Regions from separate parts of the Rattus norvegicus genome. Here region 2 is linked to region 1. Evidence: chromatin contacts called from public Hi-C data. All regions are on one chromosome and are shown on one strand. Each heading gives the region's core, a stretch centred on a gene start, on an enhancer-like site or on the middle of the called end of the contact. The rest is flanking DNA. Distances are from core to core; before and after follow the strand shown. Region 1 overlaps Kirrel3 (kirre like nephrin family adhesion molecule 3). Region 2 overlaps Dcps (decapping enzyme, scavenger).

Region 1 (5,222 bases), core at 253-2,752:
TTCTGGCAGGTCCAAAAACCGCTTTGTTTTTATTTTAAAGTTTCAAATTCTTTCTTCTCTGCATTCTGCCTTCCACCTTCTCTCCCTGCCTCTCTTTAATCCTTACTCCACCCTCTCTTCTCTTACACAGATCTTCCTGCTTCCCCTCCAGCCTTCCTTTCCCCTTTCCATCTCAGTCCATTCTCCTTTACAACCAACCACCTTACATACATACATACATACACACACACACCCCACAACACACAACACAGACACACCATATACACACACATCACACAACACACACAACACACACCACAACACACAACATACACACACATCACACAACACACACAACACACACCACAACATACAACATACACACACATCACACAACACACACAACAAACAACACACACACAGCACACATTACACAACACACACACAACAAACAACACACACACAACACACATCACACAACACACACACAACAAACAACACAGACACACACACATCACACAACACACACACACAACAAACAACACACATAACACACAACACAGACACACACACATCACACAACACACACACAACAAACAACACACACACAACACAGACACACACACATCACACAACACAACACACACACCACAACACAGAACACAGACACACTCACATCACACAACACACACAACACACACACACAACACACACACAACACACATACACACCTGTTCTCTTTCTATCCTCCTCTTTTCTCCATCTTTTTTATTCCCAGCCTTTTCTGGAAGACCCTAGGTCTTATCATTGGGTGCATTCAAATGCTATGAAGGTAATTTGCATGTTGTGCTAAGCCAAAGAGGAGCCATTTTCCCCCTGAGTAGTAAACACTGTAGCTCATTGCCTATTCTTCAGACAGGAACTGGACGTGTGTCTTCACGGGTCACTCTAGAGCATGGGTCCTTCCACCCACCTTCACCTCTGCTGGTATTTGAACACCCTGCCCCCCTCTCTTGTTCTTTTGAATTCTCTGATGCTTGTAGCATCTCCTCCTCCAATCCCTCACCACTGCCGTGACTACCTTCCCTTCTTTCTTTTCCTGTCTCCTCCATATCACTTCTGTGCTACGGCACTTCCCTCTTGTCTTTGATTTGCACCTCGGCCCATGCGGCCCATGTTTCCCCCTATTCCCAAGCTGCATTTTCTCAAGTAGCCTGCAGTAGCCTTTCCCTGTCACTGTAAAAGCTTTTTCATCTCCATTTGGAGCCATTTGCCCTGATCGTGCCTCTCTCAGAGATCACGCTGATGAGACCGTGTGGTCTTTGGCTGTCAACAATCCCCAGGAAAGACAAGCATGTACTTAAGACATGCATTTTAATTCGGAGACCCCCTCTCAAAGGCTAGTGAGTGCAAGCAAAAGCTGCCAACAGACCCAGCCCGGCCGCAGTGGTACACAGTGCTCTTTGGGAAGGAGACTGAGAAACACCAAATAGATGCCTCGCCTTCCCCCACAAAACAGATGGGGACGGCATGAGCAGGCCAAGGCTGGCTCTCTCAATTGCTTTCTTTCTCGGCTCAGTTCCCCGTGAGGAGGAAAGCAACAGAATTATCTGATGACAAAACAGAAAGTAGCTTGGTTGTCTGGGCACTGTTCCTGGGGTGAAGGGGTAATAGGCTTGTGGAGGGTGTGACTTTGCAGAATGGAGAGTCCCCAACCATTCAGCTCGGCAGATGGCTGGTGTGTGTGTTTGACTCTAAAGGGGGGATTAAACTCAAGTCTTCAGCCTGTGGCTTGAAGCCAGGGAGGGGTAGAAAGAACCCAATAATCAAAACTCTGCTAATTACCCAAAGGAAGACACCCTCTTATGGTAGGACTTGGTGTACAGGTCCTACCATGGGCAGCTTAGGGATACCCCAGGTTTTATTTAGGCTCTGCTCAGAGACAGAGCATTCAAATGTGAGTCATTTTGTTGTAGGAGAAATCTGGGAAGCCATGTAGAGGAGGGAGAAAGGGAGCAGGAAACAGAAGAGTGAAGCTGGTCGATGACTTGAGGTAGGCACCTAAGTGCAGCTGGCTCTCAGCCCCAGTGGGAACCAACAGACACAAACCCTTTCCCACTGAGGTGCATGTCACTTGGGCTGTTCATGAACCGAGCATGTTTCCACAGCCAAACGACACACTCAGAGCATAAGAAATCAAGAGTGGGTCAGCACAGCAAGTCATGAAGGCCTAGTCTAGTGATGCAGTCCTGACACACTGCTTTAAAACCCAGGGTCAGCCAGCTTCTCCTATAAAGCCAGGGAATAAATATTATATACTAAGCAACTAGAAAGTCTTTATTATGACTCTTCTACCGTGTCATGCTCATGTGGTGAAGAGGAGAGAAGGTGTATAAAGCAAGAAAGACATTTTGTTGCTTCTCCTCCCGCTGGACCCCCAAAGCACAAAAGTCTCCACATCCAAAAATATATGCAACAGTGAGTATGGCCATGTGTTGATAAAATTCCACTGAGTAAACATGATAGAGCTGCACTGGGGCCACAGACTATAGCTGCCCCATACCTACTCTGGCCAGATTGACCTAGTAGACCCCCCCAAGGTACCCTGTTTCTCCTGTATCCTCTACCTGTATATGTTGTCACCTCACCTGGATATTTCCTACCAGCCCATTCCTAAGCACTCAGCCAAATGTTACCACCTCAAGGAAACATTGCCCACTACCTAGCCAGGTTAGATACACACACACACACACACACACACACACACACACACACACACAAACACACACATGCACATACACGCACACACACACACACACACACACACACACACGCACACAGGTCTTCAGCCCTTCAGTCTTCTTGGGACCACCTCTCACAGTGGTAATTGCATAATTAATTATGCAATTGGTATTTAATGCCTATCTCCCTCTCCAACATACACACTCCCCTCAGTCACTAAGGCCCATTCCGTCTGCTGCCTAGTGTGTCTGGACTCTTTCCCACCCTAACTGCTACAAACAGCACAGCGCAGTCCACATTCTTCGCCTCTCTCCAGGGCCTCTGCAGCAGCCCCCTGACTGATCTTCCTTGATACCTTGCACCTGTTCTTGAAGCACCCAGTAGCGCACCTTTGCTTCCATGAGAATGCGTCTTTTAAGAATGGCATCAGAAGCCCGGACAATCCTGATCACCTACCCACAGCTTTTTCTTCCACACCTAAGCTAACACCCTGAGTTCCAACCAAGTCTTTCCTCCTGTTGCCCTTAACCTTCAAATATAAAATACACGCTCAGACCTCCAGGCCTCTGCACATGCAGTACCTCCTGCCTAAACATCTAGGAGGAAGGAAGAGTGTTGCAGTGTTTCCCCACCAATCAGCTCCTACTTCCTGGGTCTGTACCAAATCAGTCTGCAATCATTTCCTTCTCTGAACCTCTCAGCATCACTTTAGGCCTTTGGCTTTCCAGTGAGGGCGCCCACCACCATTTTATCATCACACCCCAACTCCTCCAGCCTTGGCTGAGAATCAGAACCACAGATTTCCTGCGGGCCCCCGGACTTTCCAGATGTTCTGTTTTTCACTGGATGACAGCTGCCTATTTGCCTACCTGTTACTCCTATCAAACTCTCACAAGAACCTAGTACCCAGCAGGTAGCACTGAGAACCTAGCACGCAGCATCCATCTCTTAGCCCCATGACAGAGAATAGGAATCATGCAGTAGACAAGGACACAAACTCCTGGAACACCTACTTTGATTTCTCTCTGACAACTAGGTAGAGAGGGCCTTCTGACATTATATTTTGTAGGAGGAACCAGATGAAAAGAGGGGAGACTTAACCAGCATATACAACCCCCACCTACTGCTTTTGTGTCCTGTCAGCTTCCCAGCAGTCACCTACCTCAAACAGCCACTGTCCCAAATTCAAAGATCCCTCCCCCTTCCTCTTTTTCACTAACTAACCGGAAGCACACCAGGCACTGGCTCCACAACTCCAGGGAAACAGGGCACCACACTCTCCCACCACCACTAGCAAAGATACGAAGATACCACCAGAATGGGATAGTGACCGTGAACCGGCAACTCCTCCTCTTCTTTCTTAACCTTAGCAAGTAGAGAACAACTAGACCGCAGTCCCAGCGATGGAGAGGTGGCCCGAGTGCAGGAGGGAGTATGTGGCCTGAGAAGACACTAGCTGTCTGCATTGGTACCCAGGCAGAGAGGACTGTGAGAGACTCATTCCTCTCAGCCATGCTTCGCCAAGCAAGGCTCATTTGGAATTTGCTTCAGTAAATAAGGACAGCTTGCCCCCCACGTACACACTAACATCCATACAGGTGCACACTCCTTCCTTATCTGAAACATTTCCTTCAGGCTCTCTGCAGCCAGCCATATCGTCAGTTTGATGATCGCAGATAATTCACATTCAAACAAACTGACTTGTCAGAGACACAGCAGGGGAGAAAGCTACCTGGATGCCAATTTCTCTGCAGCTTCCTGGTTTTGCTCTTCTCTTTTCTTGGTGTCTTTCATATCCAGAGAGGACCGTTGGGAGACGCCTTGGACCAGTTGATGGCTGAAACACAGATACCAATGACGCTGTGAAAACGTAAGCCAGTGCCACCTGGAGTGGCCTTCTACAACACCAGAGAGGCATTCTCACTGAAGTATCAGCTTTCAGAATGGTGTTCTTAGGGATACTCTTGTATTTTCTAATGAAGTAGGTTGTGAATTGGCATCGCCTGTAGAAAAGGGTGGCTCGAAGGTTTGAGCCGCCCTGGCCTATGCTTGCCATAGCAACCTCACAGGGATAAAGATGCAGGTTTCCAAGCCCATGACATCCCTACCTTATGAAATTAAACTGCTCAAACCCATCCCTACTAAAGCAGACTCTCCTTCATATCTCAGCGTGTGTGTGTGTGTGTGTGTGTGTGTCTGTCTGTCTGTCTGTCTGTCTGTCTGTCTGTCTGCCTGTCTGTCTGACTCCCTCACTTCTTCCTCTTTTGGCTAACCTAATACTAAATCTTTTGACTAAACAATAACCACCTGATTTATTAATAAATTATATCAAAAATTTTCCTTAAATCTGGTTGGTTGTCTGCATAAACACTAGGTAGGATGGAAATCATTATTTTGTAGAAAGCCCATCCCTCGACCACCCATTTGGTCCATGAAAAGATGGATTGGAGACTTCTCTAAGGGTCCCAGTTCACTGCATTACCTCCTAAGGTTTGCCTTAG
Region 2 (5,139 bases), core at 706-3,205, 380 kb after region 1:
TACCTGAAGTCACTTCACCAACTTCCTGTGCCCATGTTTCAGTCACTGTTCCCACCTGCACTTCCAACCTAACAGCCTCTTCTCTGTTCCCCTTTCTTCTCCAGACGACTTGCTGTTCTCAGAGCCTAGAACATTCTCCTCCTGTCTTCCTCGAGCTGGCTCCTCCTCAAGCATCGAGTCTGTCTCTGCTGGTGCATGACCTCCACATGCAGAGGCCCCTTGGTCACAGTCTGGGCAGCTCTCTGCCCATGGCCTCTGAAACACTGTTCACTTGTTTGCTGTTTGTCTTCCCCTCAAAACCCGAAGACTACTGACATGTTTTGTTTTAGACTCACCTACTAGAGCATCCGGACTGAGCAGAACTTCAAGTGTTAAGTGAACAAGCATGCCCTGGGCCTTTCTAACGACCAACATCAGAGACAGGACTCCATTCCTAGTCTACCTGAACCCGCATTTACTGCTTACCTTCTGTGGGCTGTGATATCCTAGACCCAGGTCTATTCAGGATGGAAAGGGAACATTTATCCTGATGAGCTTGCAGAGGGACTGCTGTGACTGGGACAGAAGGAACAACGCCATCAGGGACTGTTAACACTGAGATAGAACCAAAGCAAGCCTAGTTCCCAAGTCCATGCTCCCTCCATTGTGTCACTGGTGTAAAGTAACTCTTTAAGCTACTTCTTGGTGAGCTGAGAATCTGGAGGGAATCAATGAGAGAGGAGACTACATTCTCTCAGATTTGAATAAGAGGAAAACATCACCAGTCACGGAAGAAAGACCAGAAGAAATCAGTCAAACATGATTTATGCTGAGTCCAGGACAGCAGCCAGCTCAGAGAGAAGGGAGGGCTCTCCTAGTCCAGTGATATTATGGGGGAAAAGGCTGAGAAGAACCACAGATCAGCAAAAAACTTTAAAGATATAACTGTGTATTGGACACAGAGGACTAAGGTTACAGGAACCTCACTTTAAGGTACATAGGGTAGGCCATAGCGAGTTGTAATTCGGAAGCTAAGAACAGAGAAGCATAGGGGGTGGCGGGTAGGGGGGCACACAATGCTCTAAGTAGGCCCTGACTAGGATGCCTGGAGCTGAAGAGCTAATGGCCAGAATACTTTGGTAACACTGACACCTTGTGGCTATGGAATGCCTGTCCCACAGAAAAAGGAATCTATGGGCACTTCAGTTATTCTCCTTATACTGCTGAAATACGTTAAAACTGATGTCCGTGCTAATAATTTTGGCAAGTCCTTATAGTAAACATTACTTCTGATGTTTGTGTTTCTGTCAATAAGCCAAGCCACTGGGTAATGGGGCAACCTGACTCTGTAACTGTGAGTTGCTGGACTCCCAGCTGCCTTAACCAAAGGGGCCGTCAGTCAAACAGTGAGGCAACACTGGCCATTTTAAATGTTCCATGCATGACATGAAGAAACCAGACAACAATTACAGCTAACTGTCTGGGTTCCTGATGGGCAGACTCAGCTAGCTTTGGCTATTTCAAATAGTTTAGAACTTTTTTGCTATTACAAGCTTTGCTAAACAATAGAGAAAATCGTTTACCAGCAGGCCAGAGGCCACAGGTCACTTATTCTAGTGACCTAGCAAAAGAAATACTTGTGATTGGCACAAGCACAAACCTTCATTTGCATATGGGCCTGTGATTTACCCATCCCCTCTCTGGCTGTGAGCAGTAATTCAGTTCACTCAAGTAAACCGTCTGACCGACAGCTGCTGAAGGTGCAGTTCCAGCCACAGCCTTTTCAAATAGTTTGCATCTGACTTTTGCAACTTTTGTGGTCTCACCCTCACTTTTTGCAGTGGGCTGTGATTGCCTATCACCAGGTCTATTCAGGCTAGAAAAGGAAGAATTATCCTGATGGGCCTGTAGAGGGACCGTTGTGACTGGTGCAGAAGGAACAATGCCGCCAGGATTCACCGGGACACAAACGTTCATTTGTGTGACTGAGGCACCATCCCCTCTTTGGCTATATAAGGAGGCAGACTAGGAGGCATTCTTCTGCTCACTTAAACCCAACAAATGTCCTCCTATGAGTGGTCTTCTCTTGCCTACTTTTGCTAATTGCGGCAGAGATGGCAGCACAAAGAGAGAAGCAACAGACACAGCAGGGTGGCGGTGGACAGAGTGGTGGAATGGCCATGGCAGGGACGGCTGAACAGTCTACAGGCTGAGCTGCAAAAACGGCACGGCAGTGGGCTGCCTGATGGCGGAAGCAGCAGCCGGACAGTTCAAGAGTGGGCAGAAGAGTGGTGGGAGAACTACTAAGGAGAGAGAAGGGGACTGGAGAGATGACGCAGGATTAACAACACTGGCTGCTCTTCTAGAGGACTGGGGTTTGTTCCCAGCTCCCACATGATCCCTACCTACAGCTATCCATAATTCCAGTTCCAAAGGCACTGTGACCACACATGGTGCACGGGCACACATGCACGCAAACATAGAGAGAAGACAAGAAGGGGCAGAGGATGAAAAGGGATAAAAGACTGATAAGGAGTCAGAGAAGAGACACTACAGGCTCTGATCGCTAGAAGGGTTCCTGGGAACCGTCAACTCATTAAACCCAACGTTATCAGACACGCTAAGACAAAAGCTGCAACACTGGCCAGTATCAAATGCTACTGAATACTGTCTTACGCAAGAGCTCTAACACTCTTTGAGCTAAGTATCTCGATATCTGAGGCCTGAGCAAGGACTGGAACACTGTCTGCATGCCTGCATACCTTGCTGCCTGCTATCTGCATGCCTTGCTGTCTGCTGTCTGCATGCCTTCATGCCTTGCTGCCTGCTGCCTGCTGTCTGCATGTCTGCATGCCTTGCTGCCTGCTGTCTGCATGCCTTGCTGCCTGCTGTCTGCATGCCTGCATGCCTTGCTGCCTGCTGTCTGCATGCCTTGCTGTCTGCTGTCTGCTGTCTGCATGCCTTGCTGCCTGCACGCCTGAATGTCTACTACTACTGCTGTCAAGCACTGGGGGACAGAAAAGCTGCCAAAGACCAGCACATGAAGAGCTTCTCCTCAACTGTCCATGACTTGGTTTCTTTTCTTCCTTTGTGTGGTAAAGGGCATTACACCTAGGGCCTCAGACTTGTGCAAGCACTCTACTCTTAAGCTAAAACCTCAGTGTTCTTTTTATTTTGAGACAGCATCTCATAAGTTGTTCAGGTCAGCCCTGAACCCCCTCTATGGCCCACACAGACCTTAGACTTTGAGCCTTTTGCTTCGGCTTCAGTCCAGGAGCTAGGACTACAGGTCTATCCCAAAGCTGGACTCAACTGAAGTTTCCATCCAGGTAAAAGGAACCACAGCGGGGTTGGGGATTTAGCTCAGCGGTAGAGCACTTGCCTAGCAAGCGCAAGGCCCTGGGTTCCGTCCCCAGCTCCGAAAAAAAGAAAAAAGAAAAAAAAAAAAAGGAATCACAGCATTTGTCTCTTCACAACAACTCGTAGCCCTCTTTCCACTGCCCTAAACAGGCCTAAGGTCAGAGATGGCATCTGACTGGACTCTGAAGCAACGGAGCCCAGTACACCAAAATAATCATAGTAACTACTATTAAATGGGTGCTGACTGCTTCTGAATAATGGACAAACATATTCTTGAATTTCGCCTATGAGAACTTCAAATGCAAACCACAAGAAAATGTTTATTTCGATACGAGCTGAAAGGTTTTGGAAAGGTCAAGAATTGAGACATGACGGCAGGCACCCCCACAAACAGTGTCTTTTAAAGACCAGTATCTTCCTAACTATGATGTACATATGACTTATAGGGAAGTCCAGCTAGCACATCGGTTTAGTTCTGCAATCTGCAGTAGGGTCTGGGATTCTGTGCCTGAGAAGCACCTAGGTGGTGTTCCACAGACCACATTCTGAATGGCAAAAACCTGGAAAAGGGACTGAAAAACTCCTACCAACCACTCCAGCCAGTGGGTCCTACCTGACCCACACGTGGGTGAACGCCCAGCAAGCTGGAAGTGATACATTCATTATTGGAGGGGCGGAGGAAGAAACACAAAGAGGAGGAGACCGTGGGGCCTCTCAAAGCCTAGAATACTTACTTTGGTTCTTTATAGGCAGAATCTGCCGACTTACTGTTTATAAAGTCACCCATGGACAGGATAAGCAGTCCAACAAAGGACAAACACATCAGGCCCTGACCCCAACTGTTGTGACTTCCAAATCTCCAGGCCAGGACTAGCTGGGGAAGGCAAGCCCACAAAATCCACAGCACATGTGCTAAAGAAAAGCTCCCATCCCAAGCTCCCATGCAGTGTAGGTGATCGTGGGGAAAGGGTTATGGAGATATGTGGAACGGGGTCTTGAGGAGCCCTCACCAACTGTCACTTTCAATAATCATCTTGGATGAAAAACGGAGGGAAGTGGCCACTATCACTTACGTGCGGTGTCGCAGAAGTACTATGGTGGGGTCAGGCTTTGAGAATGCACCAGGGTTGACCTCAGAACAGAACCCTGTGAATTCTGGCTAGGGATGGGGAGGGCAGTGGAAGAGCTGGGAGAAGTGGAATGATAGTAAGCAGCGGCCCGAGTCTGTAGTCTGGTGGTTTCTGTCAGCCAAGCCTGGATACAGTGCCTTCTGTCATGCCGCTGCTGCCCCGTGTCAAAGAAGAGATTTGCTTAAAGGTCAACACTTAAAGAAAATAAATACAGCTGCCTACTTCCATCAGCTTAAACCGAAAAATCTGGCTGTCTTTCAGAGAAAAGCAGGATCTTGTGCTGTCTGCTCTGAAAGGTTTGCTTGTCTTTTATCAAGTGATCACATGTATTTCCAAAGAACAACAATAACCCTCAGTTATAGAGCCGTAGAAAATACTATTAAGATGACAGTGGATCAGGATACCTGTAAAGCTAAATTGTTCTTAAATGCCGAAGGGCCAATAAGAACACGCTACATAAGGATGTGAACAAATCACCACGTGTCCAAACCATACTCTGGAATTTCACGGTTGGGAACCATGAAGGTCAACCCATTTCCCTCATATACTGCCTACAAAATCTTGACACATCAAGTCTTTCTTGAGGCATGGAATAATTACCTTTTTGGTAAATAAAAAAAAAAAAACAAAACAAAACAAAAAAACGCTTTCAAGGCTGGAGAGATGGTTC

What was found. Hi-C and Micro-C count contacts between places; a contact is called where the count stands out from the background.
Region 2: a contact with region 1 is called in a Hi-C map of Schwann cells, with 6 times the contacts expected there. The contact joins two enhancer-like sites. A contact is called at or near these places in 2 of 12 Hi-C or Micro-C datasets (Schwann cells and frontal cortex).

What each region holds. Positions count from the first base shown.
Region 1 is chr8:41,389,824-41,395,045 of GRCr8, forward strand. The region is part of intron 1 of Kirrel3 (kirre like nephrin family adhesion molecule 3); the gene reads left to right. Among named protein-coding and RNA genes, the nearest start is that of Kirrel3, 270 kb to the left of the region's middle. Within about 2 kb of position 1,503, at least 22 of the 93 cell types and tissues checked have an H3K27ac peak or open chromatin away from gene starts, as enhancers often do.
Region 2 is chr8:41,771,581-41,776,719 of GRCr8, forward strand. The region is part of intron 2 of Dcps (decapping enzyme, scavenger); the gene reads right to left. Among named protein-coding and RNA genes, the nearest start is that of Dcps, 8.1 kb to the right of the region's middle. Within about 2 kb of position 1,956, at least 26 of the 93 cell types and tissues checked have an H3K27ac peak or open chromatin away from gene starts, as enhancers often do.